2 separate regions of the Sus scrofa genome follow, and region 2 is linked to region 1. The links are chromatin contacts, called in public Hi-C maps. All regions are on one chromosome and are shown on one strand. The core of a region is the stretch at or near the end of the contact, and the rest is flanking DNA. Distances in the headings are between cores, read along the strand shown.

Region 1 (7,540 bases), core at 1,792-4,291:
GATCCATGGAGGAGCCTGGCTCTGAGCCCTTCAGGACATGGTAACCTGTCTCCTCTCACCTGACCTCCAGGCTTTTCAGCAGCTGGCTCCACACAAGAGTGAAAGATCTGACACAATCTCTTTTTCTGTGCTCACACTCCTGCCCCCCCCCCGCCCCCCACTGCTGATACTGAAGCCAACACATCAGAACAGACACACTCACGACAAGACCAAAAAGCGGTGACAGTGCTGGCAATTTTATACCTGGGCCAAGTGCCAGAAGTGGCTCAGGGGAGGAGGAGTGGAGGGGGTGGGGGAGGAATGCCCTGCTCTCAACCCTTTTCAAAACCTAACGTTAGGGCTACTATTAACTCAGCGCTGTGGGCAGACTCTAGCTTAAGTTTTTTTTCCCAGAACCATTGGAGGTGGGGCCTTCAAGGGAGGTCAAGAAGGGGTCTTTTCGTCCCCGGGCATGTAAATGGATCCAGCAGAGCTGATCAGGTGAATGGATAGGACTGTCACTACTAGGCCCACTTGGGCCAGTGGAAGCCCCCTGGCTCTTTTGAGCATTGCTAGCCATCTATACACCTAAGACAGGCCTACGTGCTTTTTGTCTTTTGTCTTTTTAGGGCTGCACCAGTGGCATATGAAGGTTCCCAGGCTAGGGGTCGAATCAGAGCTATAGCTGCCAGCCTGCACCACAGCTACAGCAAGGCCAGATCCGAGCCGTGTCTGTGACCTACACCACAGCTCAGGGCAATGCCGGATCCTTAACCAACTGAGCGAGGGGCGAGGCCAGGGATCGAACCCGCAACCTCATGGTTCTTAGTTGAATTCGTTTCCGCTGTACCACAATGGGAACTCCAGGCTTACATGCTTTTTATCTCAGAGTTTTCTACGAATCAGGAATTCAGGAGTGGCTTAAGGGTGTGTTTTTGGTTCAGGGTCTCTCATGAGGTCAAGATATCGGCCAGGACTACAGTCATCTGAAGGCTTGATTGGGGCCAGGGAACCCAGTTCATCCAAGAGGATTTGCTCACAGGGCTGGGAGGCTGGTGCCAGCTGATGGCAGAAGGTCTCAGCTCCTTGATGCACAGACCACTCTGAATAGCCACTTAAGTGCTCTCTTGGCATTGGTGGCCAGCTTCCCCACAGTAAGTGATACAGGAGAGAGCAAAATGAAAGTCACAATGTCTTCTATGTGCCGGTCTTGTAGGTCACACACTGATTTTGCAATATACCCTTGGTTGCACAGGCCAGCCCTGCTTAACAGGGAGGGGACGACACTAGGGCATGAATATCAGGAGGCAAGAGTCCTGGGGGGCCACCGTGGAGGTTGGCTACCAAGGCTGCCTACTGTGCTCCTGGGAAGGTCTTCCCAATACCTGAGCTTCTCCCAAAAGTTACACAAATCTGATGCACATTGAAATGCCCAAGTGTCCTTTTAGAGAAGCATCAACAGTTCCTGACCTGCCTGCCTCAGGTAGGAGTGGCTCAGTGTCATGCCCTGCCTACCACACCTCTGCTTGGGGTAGCACCACACATGCGACAAATACTGCGAGTCACTGACCATCCAGGTACACACCATGGCTTCGAATGCAACTTTAAAGCAAGGCCCACCCCTAGAGAACCTTCCAGATGGAGTATTGCTCTAAAATGGGCAGCTGGTAGCCCCAAAGCATTAATAAGCCTAGTTAAGCGCCTTAGTTATACCTGTGTGGCTCTGGGGAGAATGTGCCCTCACTGGATTGATTTCTGCTCTTTTCTGGGAGGGAAATAAAGTTTGCTGACTAGGGAGTAGAAGAGCTAATTATTAGTCATTTGTGGGTTCAACTTGTTGGGTATCTCTATAAGTTCCAGTGATCATTCATTATGTTCTGCAAAATAATCTAACCCAATTCCAATGGTAAACTTAAAAATTTACTGAACAGCTATTACATGCTGGGCTGTTTATATACATTAGCTCCTTTCATCTTTATAGGAAGGTTTAGATAGGTCTCATGACCACCATTTTATAGAGCAGCAAACTGCAGCCCAGGGAAATGAAATAGCATATCCCCAAACTTCCCAGCTAGCACATGGGGAGTCAGAATTCCAACCTGGGCGCGTCTGACTCCAAAGCCCATGTTTATACACTGTCTCAGAACTTTCCAATGGAGAGGGGAAAACATGTATATGCAAGGGAGAGGAAGGAGAGGAGAAGGGCCTAACACAGCCCAGCCCAGCCTCAGGGGCCGGAAGAGGGATGGTGGCCGCGGGCTGCAGAAGGATGGCTGGGATCTTCTGTTGGGAGTGACCAGTCTGAGGATGTTCTGGGCTCTCCTCTTGGCCCCCTTCTCAGTCTAGGCAACAGTGATGCGAGATCTGTCTCAAGGGCAGCAAACTGCATCCCTTTCCCCTGCCTCTCCAAGGAGTCAGGTTGTTAATAACAACAGTTACTCCAGCCTGGTCTCCTACTAAGTTAAGTACCACTTTTAAAAAATCCTCGCTACATTCCTAAAAGTATTACTGCCGATTTGTATAGCCTGGGAGATGGAAGCTTGGGGAACATCCCCAAGGTCACAAAACCCCAGGTGTCAATGCTCACGTTTCAACCCAGGCTTCTGATTTTAGAGCCATCAAAAACCTTAACACCACGTTCTACTGGACAGAGGTTGGGGGTCGGAGGACCGCGTGGCCCTTTCACTGTCACCTGACATGGCTAGCCGGTGAACGTAAGGGGTAGGATCTGCCCGACTCCTGCAAGGAGGCTTGCTGATGGCACCAGACAGGCCCAGGCAGACACATGGGATCTTCCTGCTTTGAAGCTCACCAGATCTTGCTGCTTGGGGACCTGGCCCGCCCCAGGGCTTGTCCCTGGCGTTGGCATTACCTCAGTCAGAACGCAGCCCCACGCCTGGCTGGACAGCGTTTGGGGTAGGCTTGGGCTCTGATGCCTGGGATGAGCGAGCTGAGGAGGAAGACATCCAGGCTTAGGCAGGCGCCAGGCACCGGGGAGTGGGGCTCTGCACCGAGATCACTATCCCCACCCTCCAGCGTCTGTCTGCTCCTTTGGCCGCAGCCCTGGCGGAGCAGAGCAGAGGGATGGTGGGCGATGGAGGGAGCGCCCTGCTCCTGGGCCCCTGGGACCTGGAGGCTTTTGTGTATTCGGAACCAGATTCCCCGCCTCCCATTCCCGCTTTCTTTTCCCCTAACCGAAGTCCCAGTAGAGTATCCAGCAATTAGCACGCTAGGAGCGGGTGGAAGACGGCGGCGGGCGGGCGTGGGGGCGGCGAGACCCCTCCCACCGGGATCTGTGCAGCGCCCCCGCCTGCGCTGCCTTCGTGCGCCACCTACCGGCTGCTCACGGCTGCTGCGAGCCCGCCAGCGCTGTTCCTAGGCAGATCTTGATCTCCGTGGACAATAGACAATGGGAATTTTTTTTAAACAATGATTTATTTTGGGGGGTGGGGATACGGAGAAAGGAGGGAGGAAGCAGCAGTGTGTTTGTCATCGCTTTAGAAAAAAATCTCTGTTCTATCATTGTTTCTGCATATCCATTATATTGAAGACAAAAGAATCCCGTTCTGGAACAACAAAGCCAAGGGAAATGTTTTCTGTGGCTGACATTTAATTGCGTGCACAAGGTGCTACATTATCATGGGGAGAGATTGTAAAAAGGATAGGGCGCAGCTTCGGTTCAAAAGCCTGACTTTTTCTGCTTTAAGCTGTGGTCTTTCTTACATGAGCCCGGTTTTATATTGCCTCATATACCTCTGCTCACGTTATGCACACACAATTCTACGTTTCTGTGTAGTTTCCCATCCCATCGTAAGGATTCCTTGTGGATTATTTTCACACCACCTCCAAACTGTGTTCTTTTACAGCTAACAGAGATAATTATGCTTCCTTTCACAACCTCCCTACACATTCCTTACGAAAAGGATCTTAATTTTCAGGAACTGTTTAGGAGCCTTGGAGAACTCTTAGTCCAGCCCCCTTGTTTTACACATGAAAGAGGAAGAATGCCTTGTCCAAAGGCACACAAATTATTAGAGATGGAGCCAGGACCCTGGCATCCGGAGCCCTGGTTTCTATTATGACCTGCTGTTTGATGTCTTGACTGGCTTGCCCTCGTGGTGGCCTCCGTTCTGGCTGGAGAAACCCTCACACAGAGAGCTGTGTGCACAAAATGGGTGATAACTCAGGATGGGGGTGGGGTGGGCAGAAGCTTCCTTGATGGTGGCAGCCTTTTTATTCCCTTTTTACCCACTGCCCTCTGTACAGGGTACAGAGAAGCAGGGGGTTGGGGGGTGGGGCAAGTGAACGTCATTTTAATCCATTGATTTTTGCTATTTTGCTGTGATAGGTTAATATGTAAAACCTATGCAATTATCCACAACTTTGCTGAAAATGCTTTTCCTGGGATACAGAGCTTGAGCACCCATGCCCACCCCCAGTGCCAACCTGGCTCTTATCTTATATGGAACCTGTTCTCAGTGGTCCCTTGACAAGGTGGTTTGCCCTTGGGCACTTGAATAAGACTTCCTCTTAGGTTCATGAACAGTCCTTGGGGAGATGCCGCTAGCTGATCATGCTCTAGAACAGACATTTTTCTTCTGCCGCCTTCCAAAACACGCTACAGCAGACAGCGCTTCCCTTTCAACTCTTAGCTGTGTCACACTGAGACAGCAGAGTTTTCAAGTCGTACATGAGAAGCTCAGTAAACACCTTTGCACATCCAAAATAAGTCAACCCATCATGGAAGCCTGCTTATCTTAAAGGTTGCTCGGTCTGTTTAAAGCAAAGAGACTAATCTCACAATCTGCAGACAAAGAGACAACAAGCCTAGGAGGTTTCAAAACAAAAGGCCAGAACATTCCCTAACTCTCTTTAAACTGTCTTCTAAAAAGCAGAGAGAAGGAGAAAACACACTTGGATTGTAAGCAATTCTTAAACCTTTCTGCTGAGTTTTGGTACTTTAAGAGCTTTGGTTTGTACAGCAGCCATGTGACATGTTAACAGGGAGTCTGGATCTCAAAATCTCCTGGTTTTCATCTGTTTTTTTTTTTTTTTTTTCCCCAACCAGGTAGGGATTCATCCTGTCTCTCCAAAAAGACCCCCAGTTCAGTGATACTTTAATATGACCACCACACACCTATAAACACCAAGCCTCAAGGATTCTGTAAGAATCAAATGTGATCAAATAAGAGGATGTAGGTGAAAGTGCTTTGAAAGCCTCAAGTACTCTTCCGACGTGAAGAATTATTCCCATGTATTTCAATACTTTGGAAAGTACTGAAATCATTCATTGGAGCTGGGCTATAACTCTTTGGTAAAGTTTTGATTCAGCCCATTTTTCAGATAGGAACTGAAGGTTACACGTCAAAGGTAATGTTTACTGTAAATTTTAGAATATCTGATCTCGTCTTTGGAAAAACCCTCAGATTGTGTTGGAATCTGGTAAATGCTAGAATACTGGTGACTCACTGCTTCTCCATTGTCCTCATGTGGTTGTTTGCACATACAAACGATAATTTTTGGATGTCGGTTTTCTCAAATCGTGGTGCAAGCAGCTATTCTTGCTTTTGCTTTAGTCACCATTCTCTGTACTAGAAAGTGTATTTAGAGTTGTAAAAACTGTTTCTTCATTTGCAGCTTAAATTTAAATATGGAATACAGCAACTAAAGTAGGCTCTTGGTCAGATGTAGGAGTCGCCATAATTCAATCTGGTACCTCTGGCACATGGCCCTCATTTCTCCACGCACAAGGATGCCACATCGCTAACTGCACAAGTACCTACGTCACAGGACTATTTACACAGCACCTATTCTCATGGCATCTCTATTTAAGGCACCTCAAGCGGTATGCAGACTGTACTGGGGAGATAAGAATCTTTTTTTTTTCTTTTTTCTCTTTAGGGTTGCATCCACCGCATATGGAAGTTCCCAGGCTAGGGGTCGAATCAGAGCTAGAGCTGCTGGCCTATACCACAGTCACAGCAACACCAGCGTCTGCGACCTACACCACAGCTCAGGGCAACGCCGGATCCTTAACCCACTGAGTGATGCCAGGTATTGAACCTGCATCCTCATTGATCCTAGTCGGGTTTGTTAACTGCTGAGCCACGAAGGCAGCTCCGATACGGATCCATTGAGATGATATGCCATTTGTGGAGAGTGAAACCTAACCCAGTCTGCTGAGAGGCCCACCAGGTGGCGAGCCCTGGACTGACTCCTCAAGAAGAAATGACCGATGTTATCAAAGGATGAACAAATCTGGGAACCCTAGTTTCCCAGTAGTTGCTGTCCTATCTGACTAAAGCCAAGCCTGCTTATCAAATTTCTCCAGAGGTCAATGCTCAAAGGCACCCCTTGCCCATGACGTTAAGCTGCTGGGTCAGGGGAGTTTTGGATCCATTGGCTGATGTAACCCCGGGCCTTTACATAACCTGCATTCCAGACCTGACTCAGCAGACTGTCAGACTGACTTCCTGTGGCTGGACCTTCAGATGTGACTGCTGATGAGGTCTCTTTCAGGATACCTGTTCCAGACTGGCTGGCTGCAGAAACGCTTTCAAAGTGGTTTCAGTGAAACCACATTCTGGGGTCCATTCCCCTTCTCTTTTATAAAACATCCTATGGTTCTTTGGGGCCGAGTTGGTGGCTCTAACTTTTCGGAAGCTTCTGTCCATGGGGCTTTTGTGTTTATGCGGTAGGTAGATGAATGCCAGCTGGTTTTCTTGGTGCCTCCTTGACGGTCCCACCCTCTCACCTCCCACATTTGATGGTGGATCCAAACCTGACACCAAATCCTGATGAAACATGGGACAGGGTATTGCCACAGAAGCTGCCCTAAGAACAGGTGGCTGGACCAGGGGATGCAGAGGATGCTGGCAGGTGTGGCACCTTAGGCGACACCTAAAGCCACCTGTCCTACATCCTCCTCAGACCATGGCATGGTCAGGGTGGCCTCCTCCTCAGAAGGGCCTGCCAGATTTCTCCCTCCCCTCCAGCTCTGCCATCTGTACTTCGGACTCTTGCCCCTATAAATTCTTGCAGTGTATGCCCAGCAGAAATGCAAAAATAATCATGTCATCCTTCACACATTTATGGTATTTTGGCAATGTTTCTAATAGCCACTAAGGGACAGGAGTTTATCTTTCTATCTTCCATCTCATAAATCTTTTCCTTTTTTTTTTCATCACTAGCGTAAATTGTGCTTAGTCCAGTAACAACGTTAAAATTATAGTGCTTTTCATCATTACAGAGATGCTCCTGCCTAGCACAGGGACGATGGCTGCATCAGAAGCTCAGCAAATTTATTTTTTCCCTCTGCCTGCATCGGGATGTCATCTGGAAGATAAGCAAAGATTTTCACTTAGCTGCACGCAAGCATTGTTCAAGGCCTCTGTGTGTGTGTAAACATTTATGGGAGAGGTCTATGGCCTAGGCGATAGTCACTTAATCTGTGCCTCTGCTTTTCCTCTGAATTTACTTTGCAGGCAAATAAAGGGAGCGCTGTCTGAGGTACGTTGCAGTGTGGAGGAAGCTGGGCTGTGTAAACAGAGACAAGTAACTA
Region 2 (7,540 bases), core at 1,311-3,810, 93 kb before region 1:
TGGCGACCCCGGAGCCTTATCTGCTCCTTTCTTTTACGTAGATGACCTAATTTTTACCTGTTCCCCCTCCCTTCTTGCCATAGTCAATCTCTCGCACTCTGTTCCACAAGTTTTCGATCCAGAAAACAGAAAATAAATATACAATCAGACAACAGGAGGAATAACCTCACCCAACCCCTGGTCCATATCCTTCTTTCTAGACACTGAGACAGTTTAATTGTCCCCTTGGCAAAGAATCCCTAAATTGGGAGGGGGCAAGAAGGACAACTAAGCCAAATTAATGCTGAGTGAACCATGTTTCTTGAAGGACAACTCCCCCTCTGGGCGCAAGGCACCAAAGCGAAAGGAAAACTCTAAGGTAAGATGGCTATTAAACAAAGGTCCCTCCAAGACGATACATGCTCATGCTAAGAGAGATTAAAAGGCGCTGAGAACAACATAAGGAATTTTTAACACCAGTGGCTGAGTTGCTATTTCTTCCTCTGATATCATCACTCAGTATCTTTAATTTCTCCATTTAAAATTCTGTGTTGGCGTTTCCCCTGTGGGGCAGTGGGTGAAGGATCCTGAGTTGTCTCAGCATCGGCTCAGGCCGCTGCAAACCCAAAGGTTCACTGCCACCCAGCACCGGTGGGTTAAGGATCTGGCATTACCTCAGCTGTGGTGTCCGTCGCAGCTGCAGCTTGGACTTCATCCCTGGCCTGGGAACCTCCATATGCCAGAGGTGCAGCCAAAACAGAAAAAAAATTCTACGTTTTATACACACCACTATATATAAAATAAAAGGCAATTACCCACTGTATAGCACAGGGAACTATAGTCAATATCTTGTAATAGCCTGTAAATGGAAAAGAACCTGAAAAAGAATATATATGCATATATTTATACATGTGTATGTAAATATATAACAATCATTTTGCTATACCCCAGAAACTAACACAATGATGCAAATTAGCTATTCTTCAATTTTAAAAGCGGTTAAAAAATTCTGTGTTGAGGAGTTCCCATCATGGCTCAATGGTTAATAAATCCAACTAGGAACCATGAGGTTGTGGTTCGATCCCTGGCCTCGCTCAGTGGGTTGAGGATCCGTGAGCCGTGGTGTAGGTTGCAGACGTGGCTCGGATCCTGAGTTGCTGTGGCTGTGGTGTAGGCCGGCAGCTACAGCTCCAATTAGACCCGTAGCCTGGGAACCTCCATGTGCTGTGAATGCGGCCAGTAAAAAAAAAAAAAAAAAAAGATTTTTTTTTAAACTATGACAGATATATTTAAGTTCTTCAAAATCACACAGTAATGCACTTCTTCCTCTAACCTGGGCCACCAAGATGGTTGTGAATTTTAACATTGAAGAATTTACCCGGACAATTCCCCTCAAACCTTGTATTAGACTCCCTTGCTTAAGCAACCCTCTTGCTTCCTCCTTGTACAGTCTCATTTCTGTAAGTCTGTCAAAGCTAATTATCTCTCTTCTCAAATGTATTGCTCTTCAGTGCATCATCAACACATATATTACAAAAAGTTGAAGAAAACAGTGACGTGTGCGTTACACTGTGAAGGAAAAGACAGACATAAATAATTATTCAGAGTATCCACTCTCGGTTAATAGAGGCATGAAAATGGCATTAGGAAGAAGGGACGGGATACCAAAGCCAGCCAGTCCCCTCCCCCTTCCATATATGGTTGTCCTCACCCCCACCAGCCAATACCAGAAACTCCTACACCATCACTTCAGGGTAGCGAGGGAAGCAAAATTCTTAGCTTGGCAATCCTTTGACATTCCAGGCCGCAGATAAACACAGAGCCTACCAAACCGGTAACACAGACAACTGGCACCTCGGCAGAGGGAACAAAGCCACGATTCTCCCGGGCACACACTATCATTAGGCTCCTTTCCTTGAAACTATTGTTACATATTTCCCAGTGTTCCAACTTCAATCTCAGACCCAGACCACAAACGTCAAGGTAAAAAAAGGCCCCTGAATGATTTATATCAGTCCTTTCACTCTAAAAACAGGATCAAATGTGGGGGGGGGTCCATTTGAATTTCAATAGCCAGGGTGCCAAATATCCCAGCTTCTGGAGGTTCACCCAACTTTGCCACCCTCCAGGTTACCACCATGACAAGGTCCAAGTTCATCACAGGCTCCAGACTAACTCCACTCTAACACATACCATCTGCCAAAGAGTTTTTTTTTTCCAATATGGTTAGTCCTTGTTGTGACAGTTTTTTTCAACTATCCCTTCCATAGGTTCTGAGAAGGAAGCAGCATGAAATCCAAATCTGATGTCATTGTTTCCATGCTTCATTGAAGAAAACGAACGTGTTTTTAAAAATCCAATAGCAGCTGCAAACCCTTTAGGAATTCCCAGTTAAACTGCAAAGTACGTTCTCAACCATTTAGCCGTAACAACTTTCTAAACTGAGAAAGTTACTCCTTTAGAGAAACCACCCTGTTTACCCAACATCAGAGCGTCTCCTGGGGAAGGGGCTACTGCAGGATGTGAAGAGAATGTTACACCCGGGAGGCGCTGATCTGCACACACCACTGTGAGGAAATACCTGAAGTGATTAAAGATAACACCACCTGCACGCGCTGCAAAGGCGTCCCCTGCTACAGCTACATCTCTGCTCCCGGAGGCAGGGAGGAAGGAGGGACCAAAATGCCACAGTGGATTAGAACTGGGGACAAAAGGAGCACAGAATAGAAGATAGGAGCAGGCACGGGGGAGGTATGTTCTACCCGCAGGGCACTCCGGTATTGTGAGCACTCAGCCACTCCGAAGCCAAAACTCAGGGATGAACAATTAAAACAGTTGTATTTCTTTAGTCTCCAGGAAATTTTGTCGGCTCTGACAGAGGTCCGATTTCTTTGCATAAATGTTAACATCAACCTCAGAATCGCCTTGGTATGAATTTATCTCCGAGGTTATTAAACTCTCTTCAAAAAGAATGAGTCTGAAACCCTCACTTTTTGTAACACGTGTTTTTTTAAAAACTCCATAATAAGTTAAGACTTGATTCTCATCATGTATTCCCTGGAACAAATCATGTCGGGACTCTTTCAAAAAAGAAATGGAAAATGCTTTCCAAAAGGAATTAGAACTAGAAGTTTACTGCAGCCTAGCTGCAATCTCACCAGCCTTTGGAAAACAGTTTTAATCTAATAACTATAATCAGGAGCTATGAAATAACGAATATTAAAAACCGAGAATCATTTATCTGTCCACAGTCAATGCAAAGGTACATGTTATACTTGATGCTAAATGCTAGGCAGTCGTCCACCTTGTAAATACGTGAAAGTCGCCCTTCAATGAACATTCCAGGGCTAGAAGATAAAAGAAACAGATCCAGGAAAAATCCGAAGCAAACGCAAAAAAAGTCAGATGACACTGCTCAGAGGGACAGTAGACTGGCAAAAACGAAACTTCACTGTTTCAACTTGGCTGTCAGCAGGAAGAGTCACAGATTGAAGTTGCACGGCGTGACCAGCGCAGCAACTTTAAGGATGTCTTCGACGATCGGCCTGGCTGGCCTAGTTTCAAGATTAGAAGTAAGGTTCTTATTTTATGTGCCCAACCAACTCTTGCTATTTAAGCTACTGAAGCAGAACATACCTAGCTGTCTTTAGACCGAGGTCCCCTCCCCTAAAGGCTGCACTGAGCACACAGCTGCATTAGCTGAGCTGGCCAAAGGAGCTTTTCTCACTAAGATGCTATGCGGTGCAGCTAAATGGCAGAAAATGGCTGCTGCTAATCAGTTTCTAGGCCATCAATTGAAGCAGAACGCCTGCTTTACTGGACTCACTTGGGAGAGAATGACCTCTAAAGTTTAGGCTAATCACCTACATCTCTGCCCTTGGCTTCTTTCTGTGCTTCAAATAACCAGCCCTGCACATTCTGCACACGTTTCCAGGCCCTGCTGTCGCTGTGACCAAGATGAAGACATGAGGTGGTGGTAAAGGAGATGGGTGAAGAGGGACACAGGGGGCTAGAAGTTCACAAGGGCAGGGGACAGCAACGTGGGGATCCTCCCTAGAAAACAGCAGGGCCGGCCAAGGACCAGCACTTGCGCATGGCTTAACGTGGGCTCCTGTCCAAACGGATCGTAAAACCTAAAGGGAGGTCAGATAGGTGAGGCTCACTCCTTGGGAGGACATGGTTATTTGGAAAATACAGCTGCTCACACCACCTTTCCAAGATAGAACCCTGCAGTCAGGTGAAGGCAGAATAATAGTGAAGCCAAGAGTGTGGATGCTGGAGCCAAACTGTTCTGGCTCTGTAAGAACACTGACTGTCGCTCTTAGTATCCGGCTGCAGGGCAGTTGCCATGCCAGAAGTAAATCAATATGACCAAGGAGCCTTACGGAGGGCAGGCTGGCGACCACGTCAGCACCGGCATGTAGTGAAAACCGATAGGACTCCTCACTGTCGAAACAAACGCTGAAAGGCGACTGTTGAGGCAAGTCCGTTTTGATGCATTTTCTCCAGCTGGCCGGGTCAGCAGGTTGTTATTACCATGTTACACAGATGACTGGATTAGTCAGGGTAATTGAACCTGTAGGAAGTGGCAACTTACAGACCTGTGATTTTTATGACCACTCCAAACTGCACCCACTGCCACCCCAGGGACTGCGTCGCCCACCGAAGTACCTTTTTACACACAAAGCCATGCAGGTCTGGAAACACAAAGCTCAGGAAGGATAAAAAGAGCTACAAACGTGTTCAAGACAGTGCATGTCCCACTTTCACAGCATAAACAGGGCTGGTTAACGTGATTCCTATTAATTTCGCCACCGGACCAGATGAAATGAAAGAAAGTCACTCCTGTAAGATGCATGGCCAGATACACAGCCTTTAAAAATGAATCGAGTTCATCATAGACTGCCAAGACCCATACCAGTCACTCGTTAATACTTTTTTTTGAAGCCCGATGTTTCAGGAGACCCAATTATCATTTGCCCTAAAATGGGCTGTAATAAGACTCAGGTGCTATGTTAAACCATAGTAGATTCAGAGATGGGGGGACTTCGTCTGTTTATACAAGTTACATACACAGAAAGAAGTCCAAATCTGTGCTACAGAAACGCTCACATGGGTACAGGGATATATAGATAAGGATTGTTCATTGAAATTAAGTAACAAAAAATGAGAACATTAGAGTCTCTCTCAAAAGGAGATCACTGGATAAATTATGGAACATTTATGTTACGGAATTCTATAGAAGAGTTTAAAAAATGAGTTAAGGATCTAAGTGTTGTTTTGGACAGGTCTCCAAAATCCATTATGTGGAAAAGTAAATCTCAGAACCCTATGTACAATATGATTCCACATATGTAGAAAAAGAAACATGATATTCGCTATACGGTAAGCAAAAAGAAGAAGGTCTCAGAGAGATTCTCAACTATGGTAATTTCTGAGAAGGGGGGACACTGAAGTCGAGGAATTAAGTCACCATCTACTCATTTTCATTCAGCAATTTATTCCACAGATATTTAGGGTTCCGCCCATGTACAGGTAGGTCTTGTTCTACCATGAGAGTAATAAAGATGAAAGTAATAAAGAGCCAAAGTCCCTGTCCTCTTGCATCTGGTATTTTTATATTGTTTAAAAGTTTTCTAATTTAAAAAAGAAAAACGGTGTCATCTCTTCCCCAACATTTCAGCTAATTGAACAACTTTTGCTGGAACATCTTCACTCATCAAGACAGCCCATTTCATCTGTGAACAGCTTCAATTTTCAGATCTTTTTTTTTTTCTACATTAAACCAAACCTTGCTCCGAATAACCGCCAACCGCTGCTCCCGACTTTATCCCCTTGAGGCCAGAAGAGCACCTCTAATTCTTGCTTCACATGACAGCGCTTCAAATATTTTAAGCAAGCAATCATATCATCCCCTAAATCAGACTAAACATCTCCAGGTCTCCCAGCTGTTCTTCATGAGACTTGGTTTCAATCACTGCACCTTCCGCTGGCTTCTTTCTAAACGCTCCCCCACTGAGTCTAATTCCCTCCAACAGCTCGATGTCAAGCCGGGATGGTGACACTACAAGGGTCACCTAGTCCAGAAAAAGGAAAGAGGGCCATCGGCCTCATTTTCAACCACCATCCTTTAATCTTATTCTCTAGCAGACCACCTACTCCTCTCCCCTCCACAATGTGACTTTTACTTGAAAAACAATGAAATAGATGTTGCTGTAGAAAGCAGTGCATATGGAAAGCTACAGGTATAGAAAGCTTGCAGGAAAATACGAAGCATTCCGTACCCTCAGGATTTTCCTAAACAGTAGGTTATTAATGGCCTCCATTAACACGTTCTCATAAGACCACAAAGAACATTTCATACAGCTCATCTGAAACACGAACCCACACTCTGCCCTGTGAGTCCAAAGAGAGCAACGACCCAGGTTCACTACTGCATCCCTGCCCCTAGAAACACCTGTGTCCAGTTGGTAGCAGCTGCTCCATACCTAGCCCTGAGACCCTGGCTTATGCATGAGTGAAATGAGCCTCAAATCACTCAACGGTGAGTGTGCACGAGGGTGAGAGGCAAACAAGTAAGTGGGAGGAAAGTAATTCAGAAAAAGAAGCCTGGGATTTGTGCAACACCATCAAGTCTTTGGGACGCTTACATAGATTCATTCATTGGAGCCTAACGATCAAGTAAGTAAAGGTAAGAGGAGTGACCACTGTTCACCGTCCCCACCGGACACCAGGAAGGGAGAAGCCGGATGACACATGGCCAGTGCTGAGAGGCGACACCGCAGCACTTTGCCGTCTTCCCAGGCACCGCCTACCGCAGAGCAGCACCCTCCTCTCCCCACCCTGTAAGTAATCAGAGTGTTTGTGAAAATCTGTGAGGAAAGCCACACTCTGTATTTTCAACATTCTAGGGGAGCTCCTTGATGAAGGCAGGGTTTCTCAACAGCAATATAAGACTGATAGTTTGAACAGGGTGATTTCTTGGTTGGGGGTGCATTGCGGGATGTTTAACAGCAGTCCCAGCTTCTACCCGCGAGACAGCGGTAGCACCTCTCCAGCTGTGACAACTAAAAATGTCTCTCCACATGGCCAAATGTTCCCCGGGGTGGGGGGGAGGGGTCTCCATCAATTGAGAATCTCTGATTTAAAGGAATCCTATAGTAATTCATTTAAATGGCAGAAGTAGTCATTTAAGGGAGCATGGAAATATTTTAGGAAATGATTTTTTTCCCAGATGCAAACGATAAGGCCATTAGCTATGAAAAATATACATTTGAGCTTTAGTAAGGTTGCAGGTTCAGAACAGACTACTAAAAGCATATGTTATCGCCAGAAACTTCCAGAGCGCCAGGATACTATCAGTTCAGCCCAAATGAGCAAAACCAATCACCTCTCTTGCCATCCATTCTATCTCCCTTGCCATCCATTCCAGGAGATGACTCCAAAATCCACATCCCCTTTTGCCTCTCTTACTTACCACTAGAGTTCCTTCAAGCTTTTTACTGGGTACCAGTCCCTTTAGATTCACTCTCAATCACTGAGCTACTTGCAGCATCTAACA

The links. Hi-C and Micro-C count contacts between places; a contact is called where the count stands out from the background.
Region 2: a Hi-C map of omental adipose tissue shows a contact between it and region 1, with 1.7 times the contacts expected there. The contact joins two enhancer-like sites. A contact is called at or near these places in 8 of 47 Hi-C or Micro-C datasets (alveolar macrophages, heart right ventricle, mesenteric adipose tissue and 4 more) and 1 of 2 datasets of contacts at active chromatin or transcription factors (skeletal muscle).

What each region holds. Positions count from the first base shown.
Region 1 is chr8:86,795,867-86,803,406 of Sscrofa11.1, reverse strand. The region is part of intron 3 of LOC110262151 (a long non-coding RNA gene); the gene reads right to left. Among named protein-coding and RNA genes, the nearest start is that of MAML3, 80 kb to the left of the region's middle. Within about 2 kb of position 3,041, at least 34 of the 83 cell types and tissues checked have an H3K27ac peak or open chromatin away from gene starts, as enhancers often do. A contact at or near this core is called in omental adipose tissue, where this site is marked.
Region 2 is chr8:86,888,206-86,895,745 of Sscrofa11.1, reverse strand. The region is part of intron 1 of MAML3 (mastermind-like protein 3); the gene reads right to left. Among named protein-coding and RNA genes, the nearest start is that of MAML3, 13 kb to the right of the region's middle. Within about 2 kb of position 2,560, at least 19 of the 83 cell types and tissues checked have an H3K27ac peak or open chromatin away from gene starts, as enhancers often do. A contact at or near this core is called in omental adipose tissue, where this site is marked.